Regions from separate parts of the Mus musculus genome. Here region 2 is linked to region 1. Evidence: chromatin contacts called from public Hi-C data. All regions are on one chromosome and are shown on one strand. The core of a region is the stretch at or near the end of the contact, and the rest is flanking DNA. Distances in the headings are between cores, read along the strand shown. Region 1 overlaps Shisal1 (shisa like 1). Region 2 has its middle 17 kb from the start of Gm34201.

Region 1 (2,700 bases), core at 187-2,686:
CCCGACTTCTGACTCCCAAAGATTCACCTCTTGTCACCTCTCTATAACTGAGTCCACCTGGAAGCCAACCCCTGCTATAGGTCCCTGGGCCTGGGTTCTCTCCACAAAGCCCCTGAGCCTGGAAACTGGACAGAAGGCTCCCACTGCCCCTCTGTGTGGCTTGATTCCCTCCCAAGCCACATTCTGGCTTTTGTGGACTGATCAGGTCCCCAGGGTCCTCGTCCCAATAGCTTGCTCTATGATACAAATGCCGCTTACAGCTTTCAGGATAGAATTCCTATCCCAACCAATTGGGAGTTCCTGCCTCTGGCTGGGAAGCCCCGCCCCTGGCTGAGAAGCCTTGCCCCTGGCTGGGAGGCCCCGCCCTTGGTTGAGAACCCCCCACACCACCCCACCCCCTGACCTTGTCTAGGAAGCCCTGTCCCACCTGGGAGGCCAGGCCTAACCCAGTCTCATCCATGTCCACTCCTCCTCTGCAAGGAGTCTGCCCAGAGTTACTCATTCCGACTTCACTTCTAGGTCTGGCTGCCTCGGCTCCCTTAGAAGGAGTGCTGGCTTGGTGGTGAGACAGCAGGGCCCAGCTGTATCACCCTACGGAGAGGGAGTATCAGGAAGATGGCTAGACGCTTGCTTACAAAGGAAGATGCCCTAGGTCAGCAGGCCCCACATCTGTCAAGGGACACTGGTGTCAGCGGGGTGGGTGTGGGTTGGTCCTTACATCTGACAGGTAGAGGCTGGAATAGTCCCGCCCAGGCCCAGGTGATCTCACAGTGAAGGAGGACCAGACCCTAACATCAGAGTGCCTTCCTGAGCCTCCCTCTAAGGTCTGCCTCTGCCAGAAGACTCTCCAGAGTTCCTAAGGTGGGGTCTCCAGAGCCCTAGGATGTCTGAGATTCCCCACTGTTCTCCTGTGTCAAACCAGCTAGCTGTGGCTGTGAGTCCCTGTGACCAGCACGGCAGGATAGACAGCACAGAGACTCACAGATGCCTTGTCCCGCCTGGAGTGCTTCCGAAAGCCAAGGATTAAAAACTCAACGAAGCTTCAGAGCATCACCATTCCCACTCCCTCTGGGGGAAGGCCCTGGGTATTGGCAGCCAGCAGCAACAGCCAGGCCCCTGTGCCTGCTTTGTGGGAAACCCTGTGGGAGCAGATTATAGAAACCTGTGGGCTTCTAAGGGAGGCTCCCAGACCCCAGGTGCCAGACCTCGAGGAAGTCTATTTGTGGGGGGCCCAGCCTCTGCCTGGCTTTTCCAGGGCACCTGTAGCACGCTGAGTCTCAACCCCAGTCCTGGCACTACCCTTCCCCCATCATGGAAACAGCCCCTGGTCTCACAAAAGGCTTAGGCCAAATTCCAGGCTTGGTTCCAGCCCCTGCTATGATGGACGGGGCTTGCTGAGCCACTTCACACACAGGATTATTCAGAGGCCCAAGCAGATGGCAGGATATTCAGGGGAAGCTCCGTGCAGCTGAGAAAGGAGCTCTCAGGAGCTGGCCGGGGTGGGAGGAGGAGAGGCTTGGATGATAGTCAGAGAGTCTGCATCTCCTGCCCACCCAAAGGAAAGAGGCACCTTCTCCAGAGGGAACGGAGTCTGGTAGCAAAGTCTCAAACTCCAGAGGCAGACGGAGCTAGAGGCTCAGTTCCTCAGCCCTGTTGCTCCCGGCACTGCCATAATCCTTATCAAGAGCCACTCCATAATATTCCCTTTCAGTCCATTGTTCCTACCATGGGAAATCCTTCAATCCCCAGGGCAAGAGGTGAAGCCTCCCATAATGTAGGGATAATAAGAATGCCTGACTGTTGGCATGTTTTAGAAACACTAGCCTATGCAGTTGGAAAAGGAAAACCAACCAACCAACCAACCAACCAACCAACCAACCAACCAAAAGCAAACAGAACCAAGAACAACAAAAAGCTAGGGAAGCAGGGGCACGTGGATCTCTGTGAGTTCAAGACCAGCCTGGCCTACAGAGAGAGTTCCAGGACAGCCAAGGCTGCTCAGAGAAAACCCCAACTGGAAAAACCAAACCAACCAATAACCGAACAAAAGCCAGAAACTGTGAAAGTAAGGCTGGCATCAGGACTCAGGAGGCTGTGTGCAAGTGCGCAAGTTCAGGGCCACCCTATGAGCTCCTGCCTCACGAGCAAGGAAGGGGGATATGGGGCTATTTCTCCCCAGTGGCATAACTGGAAACAAGAGAGAATCGATCAAAAAGGTGTTACAAAAACTGAGGACAGAATTCATGAATAAAGACTCCTAATTTTTGATCATCCATAGTCAGAAGGGTAAAAGGAAGAGAGGCTATTTCTGAGAGCAGCGTTGAAAAGAGCAAGCTAGAAACAAACGCGGACGTCACCCACGTCTTCCCTACATAGAAAACCAAAAGCATTACAAAAGAAAACCCGAAGGGCTGGGGATAGCTCAGTGGTGGAACACTTGCCTAGAAAATTTGAATCAAATGAATAAACAGGCTGTGTGTGTGTTCTTGGGTGGAAACAGTCAACACCAAAAACTGAAAAAGAAACGATATCACCAAAAGTTGATCCTTATGTGAAGCTAGCTGCAGTAGAGGATACCAGTCAGACTAATTGGTTTTGTTCTGATAGGGCCCGCAGAGCAGGAGGATCACATAAGCAGGTTCTAAAACTCAGGGTCTAAAGAGCCTGGGACAATTAAACCCCAGAAACACGAAGTCAGCC
Region 2 (2,700 bases), core at 27-2,526, 200 kb after region 1:
GAAGTTCCCATCTGTCAATCAGCATATAAGGGGTGTGGCTTCCTTTTTGAGAAACTTTGCTGGAACAGGGCAGGAGCTGAGCAGTGGACTGTGACCACTGAAGGTGATGGGGAACAGAAAGGACCCAGAGAGGCCTCTCCTGGTGGCCTCAGAGACAATTGCTGATAATCTCCCGGTGTTCTCTGGAGTGGGTGGGGACAGGCCTGACACAATGCGGTTACTTTCTTATCTTCTCTATCGCTTACCACCACCAGCACCCACCCAGCCCACCCCGGAGTTCCCAGTGAACTGTGCCCCAGATTAAACAATAGTCAGCAAGCCATAAAACGGGGTGTGCTCTGGTGGAATCTGGGGACTAGGGAAACAATCTTGCCCTGTCCCTGCCCTTGAGGGTAAAGGGTTCTAGGTTCTTATCCACCCCATCCCCCACCCGTGAAAGAACTGAGCAGAGACACACAGATACAGCAGAAGCCATGGCCTCTGATTTTTCAAAAGATCCACTACCAAGGGGTGAGCCCAACCAGCAGAGTACAAAAGGCTTGGATGATAGAGGGAAGGTTTGGGGGCTCATTTGCATAGAGCGGTCCTTGCTGCACAGGCTCTCCCTCACTTGTAGTTCCACGCCCAGCTTCATGCATCCTGTGTCTCATTGGCATCTTAAGTCTCCATCCAGGGGTGAGCCACACATCACCTGTGGACACTAGAGTGACGACATCCATGACAGTAGCCAGACTTACTTGACCACATCTGTTATTTTCCCATAATGCCGACTGTTTTAAAACTTTCCAGTCCAGACCACGTTGTCTGAGCAATTTCTTCTGCTTCAGTATCACTGCTTGTAAGACCCTGTGGCCACGTCAGGCCATCTAGATACTCCAGAACAATTACCTACTTGCAGGGTCCTAATCTTATCTTCGCCTCTGTAATGTCCCTTCGACAATGCAAGATTCAAGGTGGATTGGGGAAGGTCACGTGGCTAAAGCCAGAGCTGGCAACCCTAGTAGGAAGATGAAAACATGCCAGCAGGGACTAGCTTTGACTCCTTTAATCGCCCCCCAACACCTGCAGAGGAGAACTTGGCTCTTAAGTCTCTAATCTGGAAGACAGGCTCCATGCCCCGCCCACCAGAGACAGCGCACTTAGTGGGGATCAAAGCAGCTCCTGTCTCTAGCCAGAAAGAGGAAGAAGCAGCTAAGAGCTCCCAGCCCCAGCTCAGAGCCAGCTGAGTACACGAGCTCTGTGTGTATACACCACACCCCTGCTCCAAGTGCCACCCACGTGCAGGCGCAAAGCTTGATCAGCGCCATCTCCCCACAGATGCGGGAGCGCTGACATCAGCAGGAGAGCCTTGGATGCTATCTGAGGTGACTTGTAGATCAAGTGTATTCTCGGAGCAGAGCTCATTGACACAGAAGATGTCTGTGGGGGTTGAATCCTTATAATGACGACACTCTAGGAGAGCATATGCCCACCCCACCAACTGCAGGCTGGACCCTCTAGTATCCTGTCCTTGCCTGTACCTGGACACCCGCTTCCAGTCTATACACCTGCATCTGACTAGAGAGAAGCCCCTTTCCACTGCCCTCACCAGCCAGGAAGAGCCAGCAACGTTTTACAGCTGGCCAGTCCCAAGCCTACTCTTCTCAGCACTCAATAGCTTCTTCCTGTCCCTTAGGGGACACCTGCTTTTCTGGGGTCCCTCCAACCTCGAGTGCCCGAGAAAATTATTTCCCTGATCAAATATTCATGGGTCTGTCAAGCCTGAAATAAGCCTACAAAGAAGAAAGGCAATTTGTGTCCGGCATAAATGCTTGACAGGGTGCGTGAAACCCCGCAGCTGGCTTCTGAGTCGTCCCTGGGCCCCTTCTCCTCCACCCTCTAACAGTAGACCTCTCAGGCAGATGCGCTGTGCGGTCTGGAACTCCTGCAGGACTCTGCCCTTCATCATCTGTGCAATACCGAACAAGAGGCCGGTGTTCCTTTGACACAGCCTCCCACTTCTGCAAAGTCCTGCTGTCCTGGAAGCAGTGACTCCAGACTCTGGGGACACCAGTGCAGGCCTCTCAGATGAGGCCAAGTAGTCAGGGCCACGACCCCATGAGGGGCCATCACTGTCTCACACATCGACTCCTTTATCCTTAACCTGCCTCACAAGAATGAAGCAACAGCAAGACAAGGCACTCAATGCCAGACTTCGGTTCTGCCCGCCTGGAGCTCGGATCACCCATGTGAGGACTCCCACCACCCGTGTCACTGTGAAGACTGCTTGTCTGGTACTTTGGAGACCATGAATGGTAAATTTGGAATGTTCCAGGAAAACAAAAGGCCAGTGCGGGAGAGACAAGAGAGGAGAGATGTGAGCAGAGACTCAGGAGACCATACTGGATGGGTGGGCACAGGTCCATCACTATGTTCTTACCAGAGGGAATTTGGATGTAAAAAAAAACCTAGAGAGGAGAGTCTAGGGGGGTGCAAAGCAGAAGTGGGAGGGGTGAAACTAGGAGGCCAGGGAAATGTCCCTGTTTCCAGAAAAACCTAGAGCCAGAAGGGGCAGGAAGGAACCCTCCTGTGTATTCTAGATACATAGGAATCACATTCCGATGTATACCCTGGTCTCAGACTTCTGGTCCCTAGACTGAGAAAGTCTGTTTTCAACCTCCAGCCTATGCAATCATAGCCCCCCAATTTGGTGGCACTTTG

Evidence for each region. Hi-C and Micro-C count contacts between places; a contact is called where the count stands out from the background.
Region 2: a Hi-C map of cerebral cortex shows a contact between it and region 1, with 2.3 times the contacts expected there. The contact joins two enhancer-like sites. A contact is called at or near these places in 2 of 15 datasets of contacts at CTCF or cohesin (large pre-B cells and pro-B cells), 7 of 484 Hi-C or Micro-C datasets (the C2C12 cell line, the HL-1 cell line, the N1E-115 cell line and 4 more), 4 of 115 datasets of contacts at active chromatin or transcription factors (VIP interneurons, embryonic basal ganglia, neural progenitor cells and 1 more) and 1 of 9 other capture datasets (embryonic stem cells).

The regions. Positions count from the first base shown.
Region 1 is chr15:84,413,010-84,415,709 of GRCm38.p6, forward strand. The region is part of intron 3 of Shisal1 (shisa like 1); the gene reads right to left. Among named protein-coding and RNA genes, the nearest start is that of Gm46527, 16 kb to the right of the region's middle. Within about 2 kb of position 1,437, at least 44 of the 459 cell types and tissues checked have an H3K27ac peak or open chromatin away from gene starts, as enhancers often do. A contact at or near this core is called in cerebral cortex, where this site is marked.
Region 2 is chr15:84,609,060-84,611,759 of GRCm38.p6, forward strand. No RefSeq gene overlaps it. Among named protein-coding and RNA genes, the nearest start is that of Gm34201, 17 kb to the right of the region's middle. Within about 2 kb of position 1,277, at least 41 of the 459 cell types and tissues checked have an H3K27ac peak or open chromatin away from gene starts, as enhancers often do. A contact at or near this core is called in cerebral cortex, where this site is marked.